3 separate regions of the Sus scrofa genome follow, and regions 1 and 2 are each linked to region 3. Evidence: chromatin contacts called from public Hi-C and promoter capture Hi-C data. All regions are on one chromosome and are shown on one strand. Each heading gives the region's core, a stretch centred on a gene start, on an enhancer-like site or on the middle of the called end of the contact. The rest is flanking DNA. Distances are from core to core; before and after follow the strand shown.

The links. Promoter capture Hi-C pulls out the DNA fragments that hold promoters and counts their contacts. A called contact is a pair of places that touch in the nucleus more often than the background predicts.
Region 1: a Hi-C map of liver shows a contact between it and region 3, with 6 times the contacts expected there. The contact joins the promoter of UBE2J1 here to the promoter of AKIRIN2 in region 3. A contact is called at or near these places in 1 of 47 Hi-C or Micro-C datasets (liver) and 1 of 2 datasets of contacts at active chromatin or transcription factors (alveolar macrophages).
Region 2: a promoter capture Hi-C map of fetal liver shows a contact between it and region 3, with 4 times the contacts expected there. The contact joins the promoter of PNRC1 here to the promoter of AKIRIN2 in region 3. A contact is called at or near these places in 2 of 5 promoter capture datasets (fetal liver and liver) and 2 of 2 datasets of contacts at active chromatin or transcription factors (alveolar macrophages and skeletal muscle).

Annotation. Positions count from the first base shown.
Region 1 is chr1:57,362,562-57,367,443 of Sscrofa11.1, reverse strand. It overlaps UBE2J1 (ubiquitin conjugating enzyme E2 J1), which reads left to right and starts at 3,181. Exons shown (of 8, transcript NM_001077219.1): 1 at 3,181-3,211. The coding sequence starts at 3,181.
Region 2 is chr1:57,126,329-57,130,690 of Sscrofa11.1, reverse strand. It overlaps PNRC1 (proline-rich nuclear receptor coactivator 1), which reads right to left and starts at 2,591. Exons shown (of 2, transcript XM_021089951.1): 1 at 1,724-2,591. The coding sequence starts at 2,263.
Region 3 is chr1:56,067,968-56,072,759 of Sscrofa11.1, reverse strand. AKIRIN2 (akirin 2) reads left to right here and starts at 3,178. Exons shown (of 5, transcript NM_001278752.1): 1 at 3,178-3,412. The coding sequence starts at 3,178.

The DNA of each region.
Region 1 (4,882 bases), core at 1,932-4,431, 1.3 Mb before region 3:
AAAGTTTTAAATGTTGAATAATAAATATTTTAAAATACATGGTCTTGAGACCGAGCAGAACTGTGTGGGGCCCTCCTGGGCACAGAAGCCTTTCTGCGTCTCCAGTTTCTTCGTGGGAAAGAAGCTTCAGCCTCCAAGACTTTCCCTGAGTTCAGAGGGCAGAATCAAATAGTTGACTCTTTATTCAAAATAGTTGAACTATTTAAATAGTTCACTAACTATTTAGGGGAAGTAAGGGAATAGTTCACTAACTAGAGGGAGTGAGGGAATTATTCACTACTAACTATTGAGGGGAAGTGAGGGAATGCAGAAACAAAGGGAAATCAGTCAAGAAAAAACAGGGCGGAATAAAGCAGAGTCCTAGCTCCTCCTCAAAGGATATTCATACAAATATACCTTTGAGTTCTTCTGCAGGAACTAAGACCCCAAGGGGAGGATGGTAACTTGAGCACAAGATTACTGGACCCTGCCCTGTCACCTCACCATTGAACAAACAGAAGAAAGTCACACACCCTGCAGCCCTAAAATTCTCCCCGCAAAACCACCAGGGAATTCAGGTTTTTTGAGCACGAGCCATCTGTTCTTGCTTGGCCCTTACAGTAAACTGTTCTCCACTCCATACCTCCTCCCCGACTCCAGCCCCAGGTGAGGCACACGAATTTGTGTGCAGTAACAGTAGTACCTGCCTCAAAAGCCTCTCCATCCTGAGACCTACCACACAAATGCCCACTTTTGCAGAGCTGTGGTACAGAGAGCATGTCAAGTGTTAGACAATTTGAAGATTCAACACAAAGAATAAGTGAATGAAGCAGCTTATTGGGGTTTGGTTTTGGATGCATATCTGGGCCAATCAAGTTATCAGTTTACTTTTCAGAAAACATTATCATGGAATGGTTTGAAAGATACTATCTAGTTTTATCTTCATCCTCCACTTCCCACACCCTTTCTAAATTTAAATTTCACTCTTTACAAAGGGTTGCTGATACAATCTGATACCAAGAATTCTATTCACTTTTTTTTTTTTTTTTTTGCTTTTTAGGGCCAAACCCGCGGCATATGGAGGTTCCCAGGCTAGGGGTCTAATTGGAGCTGTAGCTGCCGACCTACGCCATAGCCACAGCCACAGCAATGCAGGATCCCAGCTGTGTCTGCGACCTACACCACAGGTCACAGCACCGGATCCTTAACCCACTGAGCAAGGCCAGAGATTGAACCCACAATCTCATGGTTCCTAGTTGGTTTCGTTTCCGCTGCGCCACTAGGGGAACTCCTTGATTCACTTTAGATTCTTAATTTTAACAATAGAAAGTGTAGGGGTGGAAATAATCTTCCCTCTACCCTTATGAGTTCTCACCTGAGACCCCTTGTAATAGATGATCAAGAGAAAAACAAACAAGCTAAGTGCCTAGATTGACTGAAGTCACCACCTTAATTACTATCTTCAGCCAAAGACAAAAGAAAGTTGTAGGGTGTATGGAGGGAGGCCAGTTACGGAGGTTTGGGGAAAAGCACCTAAACAAGGGTAAAGATTGTTTGGCACACTTGTCAGTACTTTCCCCATTGAGATTCTTTTGCAATTTAGAATCAACCTTCTTTTCCAGGTACCTTGAGGGAGACATTTACAACAGTAAATTTCCCTTAGAAAAGAGTAACTTCTGGAGTTCCCTGGTGGCTCAGTGGGTTAAGGATTTGGTGTTATTGCTGTGGCTCAGGACATGGCTGTGGCTGGCCAGGAACTTCCAAGTTCCATACCCCTCCTCCCCCAAAGGGGTTAACTTTGACTCTATTTTCAGAGTCTCCAGAGCCTGCTCTTTCTCAGAAATAATCAGCTTAAAATAATCCTTATGCCAAAGAGGCATATTTTGGGGTAGCATATTCTGCAGCTTTTCAAAAAAAGTTTTCTATTTTTACATAGCAAAGCTTAACCAACCTGATTAACCCTCTTCAACCCCACCTGAAATTCTTTCCTTCCCTTTTATCCTCAGCACTATCCCAATTCTCCCTCTTTTTTTTTTTAGGGTCTGCATTCCTGGTATATGGAAATTCCCAGGCTAGGGGGTCCAGTCCGACTTGCAGCTGTGGGCTTAGGCCACAGCCAGCCGATATTCCGGGTCCTTAACCCATTGAGCAAGGCCAGGGATTGAACCCGCACCCTCACGGATACTAGTCGGGTTCTTAACCCGCTGAGCCACAACGAACTCCCCTCTCTTTTTCTACCTCTTTGCTCCTCTAAGCCTTCAGGACCCACAGTCCTGTCCTCTTTTTCTCCATTCCACTCTACAGTGAAGCCCGAAGTGTTTTTCCTCTGAAGTTAAACTTTTCTTATTTACATGGTTCCCCCAAATTCAATTCTTAAAAAAAAAAAAAAAAAAAAAAAAACCCAAATATTTAAGTGCCTTGCTTCTAAGCACATTTGTCTGGGGGAAAAAAATTGTTAAAAACCCTCCTCAATCCCTTATCACTGGATTTTCCCTTCCCTACTTTAACTGTTTCCACTCCAAACAGCTACTGATCTAAAACGCACTCGGCGGGGTGCAAGAGGACCTGGGAGCCGCGGGCGGCTCTGAACGGGGTCTCCAGGGCCCGGGCCCACACCTCCCGCCACCAGGAGGACCAGGACGCTTCCGGCCGTGCCTGAGCCCCGCGACTTCCTGGGGACCCTGGATGGGCCGGGCGGAAGGTCGACCTCCGGAGGGCCCGGGCGAGAGGAAGACCTGGGCGCCGCCCGCTCTCGCAGATCCCGGAGCCGGCTTCGCAGGGCCGGCGGAGTGACCAGCGGCCGCGCGACCGACTGCCACGAAGCGACTGCCACGTCAGGGTAACTTCACAAAACCCAGGCGAGGGCGGGTGACGCAGGACGGGCGGCCGCGGCGGGGGTGGGCCCGCGGCCAGGCGAGTAGGCTGACCTCCAGCCCGCGCCCGGCTTCAGCGACACCCGGGCCGGCGCTGGCGCCCGCCCGACCCTCAGGGAGGCGGGGGAGCAGCGGAGGAGGCGGAGCCCGCGCCCCGCCCGCGCCCTCCTACCCCGGCCGCAGTCCCCGCCAGGGCTGGGCGGCATCCGCGGAGGCTCCTCGGCCAGGCCGGGTCTGCTGGAGCCGCGCTGACACCCCGGCGGCGGCGGCGCGCAGAGGCAGCGGCGGGCGGCAGGCTGGGAGACCGGAGCCGGGCCAGCGACCTGCCATGGAGACTCGCTACAACCTGAAGAGCCCAGGTGAGCGGAGCTGCGGGCGGGTTGCGGCGCCGCACGGGGCGGGAGGGAGGAGTGACCGGGATCCCGGGCCCCGCGCCGCGGTCTCGTCCGGTCAGCCGCCGCTCGCGGCTCAGCTCCGGGTTTCGCGCTCTACGCGAGGCCGCCGCCTGCCGGGGTGGTGCAGGCCGCGGAGCCAGGCGATCGGGCGGGCATCGGCTGCGAAACCTGCGGACTGCCCGCCGCACCCCGACTGCCCTTCCCTCCATTTCGTTGCGTAGAGCTGGGTTATCCGTTCGGCGCTGAGAACAGGTGTAAAGGTGATGTCTGGGGTAATAGTTAACAGCCTCTTGCCCTACCTGCGCCCGGGACACCGCCTTTAGCCCTTCTTCGTCGCCGCCACCGGACTTTTATTAGCTGTTTGATTCACTCTCCTTTGAGGATTTAGTTTAAATGTTCTGTTTGCAGGATTTGGGGTGAATAGAATGAAGGAAGTGTTCTGGACCAAACCAGTTAACCAAAAAGCTAAGAAAACTAGTAGAGCTAACCATGATTTTTGCCATCCTGACGAGTATGATATATGTCCATATTCAGACATAAAAACTTCCTTTCCTGTATTTAATGCCCCTGTGTCACTCACGGAAGCAGCCAAACAATTCCAGCCTCCACTTCTTTACTAGTGTATTATAAAGATGCACGAAAAGTAACCAGCTCTCTCAGATTAAGACAGGCTTGGAACAAATCTTTGGATTCTATAAAATGGTATTTATTCTTTCCGTACCTTGATAAATGTGTTAGGAGGAGAAACTCTACACTTCAGTTGTAAGTGATAATCCTAGAACATTAGAGATGGTTTGACCAACTCTTGCTGCTCACTTTTTTCCCCTTCCAAAGAAGCAGCTTAGTAAGAATCAGCAAGATTAGCGTGCCCCTGGAAAGAGTATTTTGAGTCCTTGATTTTTTAAAAATATCTTAAAAACATGCAAAGCCTCCAGAAAAGCCGGAGAATACTGGCTGAATAGAGCTTTGTTAACCTGAGTGCTGTCAGACTAAGAAACGTTCTTAGGTAACCAAGTGTTGTAGAATAGGTCATAACATTTTTGGGGGCGGGGCATAGACACATTTAAAAATCTGGCGAAGGCTATTTATAGATTCACTTTCTGTGAATTCATGACCCCTGCCCCCAGCCCATCTCTTAAGAACACCAGAAAAAAGAGGCAGAGGTGGATCAAAGAGAAAGAGGGAAAGAAAAGTTTAATTTTAAGGTTAGGTGTTAGAATGATTCAACTGTTAGGATTGTGCTAGGTTTTTTTTTTGTCTTTTTGTTGTTGTTGCTATTTCTTGGGCCGCTCCCGCGGCATATGGAGGTTCCCAGGCTAGGGGTTGAATCGGAGCTGTAGCCACCGGCCTACGCCAGAGCCACAGCAACTCGGGATCCGAGCCGCGTCTGCAACCTACACCACAGCTCACGGCAATGCCGGATCGTTAACCCACTGAGCAAGGGCAGGGACCGAACCCGCAACCTCATGGTTCCTAGTCGGATTCGTTAACCACTGCGCCACGACGGGAACTCCATGTGCTAGGTTTTAATAAAAATATACGGTATAAAAAAGTAGGGTGGCTGCTTGGTCACATGTACCAAGTTCTATAAGACAGCTGAGTTAGTTAGGGGAATATCCAGAAAATAATGAAAAT
Region 2 (4,362 bases), core at 1,342-3,841, 1.1 Mb before region 3:
AAGTAATCTTTCAAACATGTATGCTGACCTCTTCCTAAACAAATATCAGCATTTTTACAGTAGGATGTTGCCAAGGGAAAAATTTTCAAATGCTTTGGTTGATGAAAAACTATAATAGAGACACAATTCACCTTTTAAGATCGGTACTAAAGATGATTTCAGAATAAAAATTTGATTAGCAAGAGCTAGTGAGGAAGTATTTTGATAATGGTTACTAAGTACATACACAAAAATTATCTCCCAGTTTCTGAAAAAATTTTTTTCGGAAATATAAATACTAAAATACCACCTTTTATCATCTTGTCCAGTTATACACATAATACATAGAAGAAAACAGTTTCTGCTTGCCCCCTCCTTTCTAATTTAACAACTGCTTTAACAACTTTACTGCATTAATTCCAACGACTTTTCTAACTCAAGCGATCCTTATGGGAAGCTATGAGGGGATGGGATGGAAAAATAAGGTAATCTATTAGATCACTGCCCTTTCAACACTTATATTGCGGTAGGGAAGCAGGACACAACTACAGAAAGCGAAGCACAAGGTAACATCCACGTTAACAAGGGTAAGTGCTGACAGAACTCCCTGGTTTTAACACTGTTCTGAAAAAGAAATCTTAACTAGTAAACAAGTACAAAAACTCCCTTTTAGATTATCACAAATATTTCAGAAAAACCCTGGAACTGAAAGGAACCTATAATAATTTAAGGAATCACCGTGGATAAGTTTAGTTTTTTCTAAGATCGCAACTAGATAAGCTGCAAATCTCAGAACGATATTCCTTCAACCACTGTCAGTAACTTATTTTCACTATTATGAAAGTTTTAATTTAAAGGTTACTTCAAGTCATTTCAGCGATTTCTTACCGTAAATTATAATCAATTTTATTCTAGTCTAATAGCAAGTGGGCAGTACAACGTCCGTTCAACTGGTAACTTTTCTTTCGAAAAGTTCATCGTTCTGGACACAGGTAATAAAACTACCTTCCACTGAAAAAATCCCAGTACAGTACACAGTGGAATGGTTAAATAAATTCCGCTCATCTGATAGGCTAGCACACAGAACTGATCGCTTCAAAGAGGGAACAACTCTGCCGTCGCACCTGCCAACTTTCAAAGTTGAAAAGTACAGCCAAGTAGGTCGGCCCGACGAGGAGCAGCGCCACCCATGGGGCACCTCACAACTCTGCATAAGACCAACCGGGGGCGGGCGGCCCCCAAGGAGCCCCACGCCGGGAGGGTCTACGCGCGTCCCCCCTCGCCTTGGCAATACCATCTGTCGGGAAGCCGCTGGCAGGCCCACACCCCTCACCCGCTCGCCTCCTTCATGAGCGCCGGAGCGCTCCGCACGTAGCGCGCGCTGACGTCAGCCTCCCGCGGGCCGTCTCGCTCCCCCTCGCGCCCCGAACGCCGAAACCCCCTGGAACGCCGCCAGCTTTCTAAATCCGGGCTGTTGCCGGGGCGCAGCGGCTCTTGTCATTGGCCGGCTCCTCGCAGCCAATCAGCAGCGCCAGCGCAGGCCTCCCCCTCCCCCTTCTCCCCCCCAGCAAGAACAGAGCGGGCGTCACGGAAACTTCCCTCCCGAGTAAACAGCCGCCCTCGCCCCTCACCCCGGCCCCTCCTTCCCGGCCACTCAGCGCAGGGCCCCAAGCCTCCGGTCCCGGGTCCGGCCGTCTTGGGGCCGGAGTGCCAACGGTCCCCACGTTCCCCTCGCGGCCCTCACCTCTCTTCTGAACGAGGGCTGGCCGGGCGCCGCGGGCGGCCGCGGGCCAAGGAAAAGGCTCGCTTCTTCAGTTCGGGTTGCGGTTGCAGGAGCCGAGGCCCAGGCGGCGGCCTGGTCCGGGACTTGCTGCTCTCCACTGTGGCCCGTCGCGGGGCTCCGCACGCCTTCCAGGCTCGGCCGGTGCTGCTGGTACTGGTGGAAGCGGCTGGGAAGCTGCCCCGACGGGCTGGCCCGCACCTTCTTCTTTCGCCGCTTCTTTGGTGCTGCGCGAGGGGTGCCCCCCGTTGAGGCGAGGCTGCAGTTGGGCAGAGGCGCTGGGGCGCGAGGCTGAGGGGTCAGACAGGGACCGTCTCCCCCTAAAAAGTGAGGGAGAAAGAGGGTGGGGGGCAGCGCCCTGGGGTCCGGGATCCGGGGTAAAGGCGGCGGAGCCGTGCTCACCATCGGGAGGGCCCCAAAGTAACCGCGGGCGGAAAAGCCCATGGGCGCCAGGCGGCTGCCCAGAACAAGCGGCTCCCGCTGGGGGACAGAAACGACGGTCATAGCGGCTCAGCAGGAGTAGAAGAAGGAAGTGCGGCCAGAGATCACAGGGCGGCGAAGGCTGCTGCTAGGTAAGCCTGTGAGAAGCGCGGACCATGGTTCGGGCGGTGGCGGCGCAGCAACAAATACCCTCAGCCTCCGCTCGGAGTGTTGTTATCAGAAACTCCGCCCTGTGCCCGCCCACCTCCCTGTGAGAGCCCAATAAGAATGCGACCTGGAAGGCCACGCCCCTCCGGCTCCTCCTCCACCGCCTCCGAGAGACACACACAAACAACCCTCTTGCTGCAGCCGGGCACAAAGAGCGAGCACTGCGCAGGCGCTGCCAACGGGCTCTTTCGGGAAGAGTCGGTCCCGCGAACAATGAAGTTCCGTTTCAGCCGCACCTGCCCCACCTCCCCGCTCTTCTCGTTTCTCACCTCCCCGCCTCTCCCTGAAGGCTTTGGTCAGACTACTAGAGCTCGGCTAAATCTAGGGGTGGGGTTGGGATAGGGGCGGGAGGCAGGGAGTGAAAAAATCCGGTAGAGTCAGGCCAGTGGGTGCCTCCTCGGCCACTGACCTTGGGGAAGTAGTATTTTCAAGCCGAATGTAACAGCATTATTACCATTGGCTTTTTTTTTTTTTTTTTTAACATTTCAAAGTACATTGCAGGAGTTCATTCTTTGTAGTCGGAAAGAAAAGCAGTCCACGTTTAAATTACATTTGATGAAGTGTGGCTCACTTTTTTTTTTTTAAATCGGGTGAGAAACGCTGCTCAATAGCTGTGGTAGTTGGAGTAAGAAGGGAGTGACTTACTCATTGAAATTGGACGCTTAATGTATAGTAAGTTCTGTATAAATCCATGGGACTTTGGGACAGCAAAAAAGTGCCTAATACTGAGGAGGAAGCAGAGGAAGAGGCTTGTGTCTCAAAGGAAGAAAGTGAAACAGCTCTGCAACATTGCAGTATGCTTTGCTAGCTCTTGTGTTGATGAGAATCCCACTCTCATCATCTCCCCGCACTGTGTTCAGACACAAAAAGAACTGTGGCTATTTATCAAGCCCTTATGTGCTACCAACTGTTCTTTACTTAAATTACCTCATTTGAATCTCAAAACTAACTCTAAGGAATAGGTACTGTATATTTTATCACCAGTTTACAGGAGAGAAAACAGGTTTAGAGAAGCAAAAGTTTTACTTGCCAGAAGTCGTACAGTAAGCTAATAGCGGAGTCAACTCCAATCCAGGTCTGGCAACACTAACGTGGTTTTGTTTGCTTGTTTTTGCTTCTTAGGGCCCCACCTGTGGCATACAAGAAGTTCCCAGGTTAGTAGTAGTCAGAGCTACAGCTGCAGGCCCACACCACAGCCACAGCAATATTGGATCTCAGCGGCATCTGTGACCTACACCACAGATAATGGGCAGAGCTGGATCCTTAACCCATTGTGCGAGGTCAGGGATCAAACATGCATCCTCATGGATACTAGTTGGGTTTGTAACCCAATGAACCACAGCGGAAACTCCCTGGAAAGACTAGCTTTAACATCATCTGTACTACCTACCACACTAGATTGTGGGTTTTTAGAACACAGGATACTATTAAACTTCTCTGTATCCTACCAGCCTTTTTTTTCAGCTTTATAGTGCTTGGTAAGTGTTTTATGATTGATAATAGAGTTGGCTAGAGGGACTGTCCAGAACAACACTTCCCAATGACTTTATATAAACTTTTTTGTTTGTTTGTTTTTTTGTCATTTCTAGGGCCGCTCCCTTGGCATATGGAGGTTCCCAGGCTATGGGTCTAATCCGAGCTGTAGCCGCTGGCCTACAGCAGAGCCACAGCAACGCCAGATCCGAGCCGAATCTGCGACCTACACCATAGCTCACGGCAATGCTGGATCCTTAACCCTCAACCTCATGGTTCCTAGTCGGATTCGTTAACCACTGAGCCACGACAGGAACTCCTTTTTTATTTTATTTTTTATATAAACTTTTAATACTACATTCCATCATTATTGATTGCTGGACTTGATCATTTTGCTAGATTTTACTCTTTTTTTTGGTTTGTTTCCAACACTTAATAATTCATAGTAAATGCTTGTGATTGGTGGATTAATGGGAATCATA
Region 3 (4,792 bases), core at 1,929-4,428:
TTCCACAGTTTTTTTCTATCCTAAAAGGGTAACTGTAATATTTTCATAGGTGACTATCTCAAGGGACAAGTCATAATGTGGACTCCTGGGAGGACAGGGTGATTTCAAAATGTTCGAGAAACATTCTGTGGGTATCTATTGAAGAGTACAAGGTACCATACTATTGGCAAGGAGCTAATACAGTGGTGGGAGGGGCAGATTCATGAACAGAGAATTACAGTATTATGATATGGTGAGGGTAATGATGAAGAGATGCAGATAGGTGTCTCTTTTTCCATGAATCTAGAAAACTAATTCAGCCTTGAAATGTTAGGGGAAATCTTCCTATAGGAGATAATGTTGGCATTGCATCCGAAACTAGTGAGGCAGAATGTATGGAAGAGAGCTTGAGCAAGACACAGAGGTGAGTAGGGACGAGTTCCCCTTGTTCCTCTAAGCTTCTGAACAGGCTCCTTAGTCACCGGTAGAAGGAGAGGCTGCCCCAGCCCTGTCACTATTTAATCGTAGCAGAGAGACTTTTGAGGATGTGCTGTGTAGTGGTGATTATAAGGACAGCTACTATGACTAAAATGTCGAGTTTATCAGATATCTCCTGCCAACGTCATATACAACTCTCTCCTCCTTTTCTAGGCAATTCAGTGTAACTATAATAACCACCACCCCCTTTATTAGTTTCCTAGGGCTGCTGTAGCAGAGTGCTACAAACTGGGTGGCTTAACCAAGAGAAATGTATTGTCTCATAGTCTGGAGACTAGAATGTCTGAGATCAAGACATCAGCAGTGTTGGTTCCTTCTGTGGACTGTGAAGAGGGCTCTGTTCCATGCCTCTCCTCTGGCTTCTGCAGGTTCACTGGCAGTCTGTCTTTCTTTGGCTTGCTGATGCATCGCCTAGATTTCTGCCTTCATGTCCACATGGTGTTCTGCCCTTCTGTGTTCAAATTTCCCCTTTTTATGAGGATACTGGTCATTTTGGATTAGGGGGTCACCCTACTCCAAGAGGACTTCTTCTTAACTAATTACATCTGAAATATCTCTATTTCCAAATATGGTCACATTCTAAGATACGTGGGATTAGGACTTCAACATACAAATTTTGAGGATACCATTCAACTTATAACATTCCTTTTCCAATGTAACTTCCATAATTTAAGGTTAAATCTTAATTTCAAAATATACTTACCAGGAACATAAATGCTTTGTTTCTTATTTTCCATGGGTTAACCTATCTTTTCATACTTACTTACATAAAATAGGTATCGTCTGTTATTTTCACAATATCATAGATTTCATGGAGTGTTTAGAATTTAGTACAAATTTACCTATTAGGTATCACTGTTAAGCTGCTGTTTCATTAAATGCTGATCTTTTGCCAAAGATATTTTCGAAATAGTATATGTTAAAATCATCACAGTTGTTGACAGTGTGATCGGCACTGCTGATCTGAGGAGTTGAGCAGTTCTATAAAAGAAGAATAAATATATTAAACTACAGTCCAAAAGTAGTACAAAGAATAATAGACAAAATTATACAAAATATCTTTATCTGAATAAATGACAGGATAAAAAAGCATTGAAAGCCAGTATTTGATACTTATGATCATTTGATAATATAGCATTCACGTAGATAACTAGTTTTGTATTGGATTGGTGATAGCTTCCATAGGCAAAGGACTGATGACAGTTTTTCACATAAATCATTTTATAATTAATGCTTTATTTGATTTCTATTTTAGGTACCTGATTAGAAATATAACTTCTAGGAAATTTTTTTTTTCTTCTTACAAAATGGGTCCCAAATGGGTCTACTCCCTAGACATTTCATTGTCTTTTAATTTTTACCATTCGTTAAGATATACACCAGTATTCAACAGAGACAGTACAATTTCTGATGTCACTAGCTTTTTATCCAAGGCAAAACAATTTACATCTGCGTGTCGTTCAAACCCTTTTCATTTAAAGGGTAAAGCGGAATTTAATAAGTGGATGCAAGCAGCTACCTGGGAAGGGCAAAGCATCGAGTACAATCAAGGTTCCCGTAACCTGATACTATTACTGTTGTTCTCTTGCAGTCCTAAATAGGTTCCATAATCTTATTATTTCCTAGCCCCTCCATGTGACAGGTTGTGTCTTGGCCACTCTTATTATCAAAACTAATCTGTCTTGAGTTGTTAGGTGGGATTAGCTTTCTCTTTCTCGGTTGTTCAATCACTGTAGGAGCGGTACCAGGACAACTATGTCCTGAAATTTAAAGGTGGTTTTGTTGTTGCTGTTGTTGTTGTTGTTTTTAAAGCCTGCTTTCCCCACTGGTTGGCTTTCCTTTTTTCCCACTCTCTCTGAGCCTTTTCTTTTTTTCTCTTTCGCTCAGTTCCTTTTACATTCAAGCTGTGTAGGGGGATTTAAATTCCGATCCGGAACTCGGAATCGTGCGCCTTGAATGACGGGAGTCGTAGTTTCCGTGACTCCTCCCTAACCGCTTCTCACGCCGATTCTTCCGTAGAGTGAAAAACTACAAATCCCAGAATGCACATTTGGGTCGCCCACCCTCTATGCGCACGCGCCTTGAGGCCGCAGGATTTGAATCGGCGGCGTTGTTATTGACGCCATATTGGGGCCGGCGGCGGGTGGAAGAGTCGTACAGTGGAGGGGTTAGCGGCTGGACGTGTTCGCCTGAGCTCCTGCCGCCGCCGCCACCTCACAATCCTGCCGCATCGACCGCCGCTCTCTAGCTTCTGACCCTGTCTCGACGGGGGGCGGGGGTCTTAGGAGCCGTGTCCCAGCCTCACACCTCACGGGGCTGGTATCGACTTCTGAAGGAACCGGTCTCAGCGCAGGAGCGCCTCGGGCGCGGCGCAAAGCCCGAACGGACGGCGGGGGCGGCTGGAGCCTCTCCCGGGGGAGCCGCGCCTGAGGAGGCGGAAGAGCCCCCCTGACGCGGCCGGCGTGAGCTGCTGCCACCGCCCCTCCCGTTCTCGCCCCGGCCGGCCTGGGCCACTGCCCCTGCCGCTGAGGCGGCGGCGGCGGCGGCTCTGCTCCCCTCGTCGGCGCTCCGCCATCCGCCTCTCCGCTCTAGAGCCGGTCGGTTAGGCTCTTCGGGGCCTCGCTCTCCCCCCTTCCCTTGCCCTCCCCTCCCGTACCCCTCCTCTACCCCACCCAAGCCCGGCTCCCCGGCGGCCCGGCCATGGCGTGCGGAGCTACTCTGAAAAGGACTCTGGATTTCGACCCGCTGCTGAGCCCAGCGTCCCCAAAGCGGAGGCGATGTGCGCCATTGTCGGCGCCCACCTCGGCTGCCGCCTCCCCGTCGTCGGCGGCCGCGGCCACAGCCGCCTCCTTTTCGGCCGCCGCCGCCTCGCCGCAGAAGTATCTCCGAATGGAGCCGTCTCCCTTCGGCGACGTCTCCTCCCGCCTCACCACAGGTGGGACTCGGCTCTGCGGCCGCCGGTTCGGGGGGTGGGGTGCGGGGGAGAAGAGAGGACAGGGTCCTGGGGCGCGGGATGCGGCCACGAGGCTGGGGGTGCTGGACTGCTCCCCGTTCTTAGCAGAGTCCTCGGGCGACCACGTTTCTTTTAATCTCCTCCGGTCTTAGAGACACAATAGAAACGGCCTGATGTCAAGGGGGGGAGGTCAGGGTGGGGGTGGGTAGGGGCCATTCCTTGTCGGGTATTGTGGGGAAGAGGAAGATCTTTTTCTTGGGTCTGAATGACTGGAATCGAACGTTTCCGTAGTCTGGAGAGCCCCAGCGGAAATGATCAGAGAGGGTGCTACACGGAAATACAGGCAGGAGAAGGGTCACACATTTCGCCCCAATCTCAATGGCTGTCTTCCTGAATCGATTGGTTGCACCTATTAACTCTGGGACTGGGTGGTTTGAGGAGAGGCAGCAGCCCCTCCTCCGGTTCAGACATGGCTGATTTTAGTACCGAGGGGGTGGGGGGTGGGGAGGAATGTCACTGGGGCGAGATCTAGGCCTGTCATTAATCACCCACAAGAACGCCACTTTGGCTGAGTCAAGACCTGTTTCCCTAGCAGGGTCAACAACAAAGAAAATGCTCTTCCCGAGTACTGTAATATGATCAAACTATACGTCTAGACCTTGAGAAACTTGAACTTTTAATGAAAAGCAAATTGTATTGAAAATCGGGGTTGAGTAGGTGCTTTTAGTTGGAAGTGCTTTATTTCTGCCCAGAAGAGTAGTTGGAAGAAAAAAACCTAGGCCTTGAGACTAGTAAAGAAATAAACTCAAGATTCCGAGGGACTTAAGACTATTTTTGCTTTTCATCTTGAAGCATTTCCTGAAAGTGACCACGGGGAAATACCTCTTGGCTGCTTTGTACTGCATGTGTATGTCCAGTTTTTTCTGTACTTTGAAAATCCTCATGCGCCCCTGGCACACAAGGGATAGGATAGCTTTTGTGGACTGGTAGTGTAAATGTTTCCTTTGTGTGTAGCACGCAAAGGTTTCATGTGTGAGCCTTTGGTAATAATATGATCTGTAGACAAAGCCTTTTCATAGCTTGATTTACTTGTTTCTTTTTGGTTGGCTTAAAAAAATCTTCAGTATTTACCTCTGTTTGGTAACTTCCATTTGGAATTGACTTAGTTTTGTTTTTTCAGGTCAGATTTTAAAATATCCTTCCTCAAATGCCTAGGGTATTTTTTTTTTTTTTAAACTATTGAAACAGTGTCAAGAATGAGCTCCTGATGATTAACGTTATTTTTAGAGTTTGTCTTTTTAGTGAAATGGTATCATTGAAAATTGAAATGATACGGTGGAATCTTAACTAAAAGGCCACTTA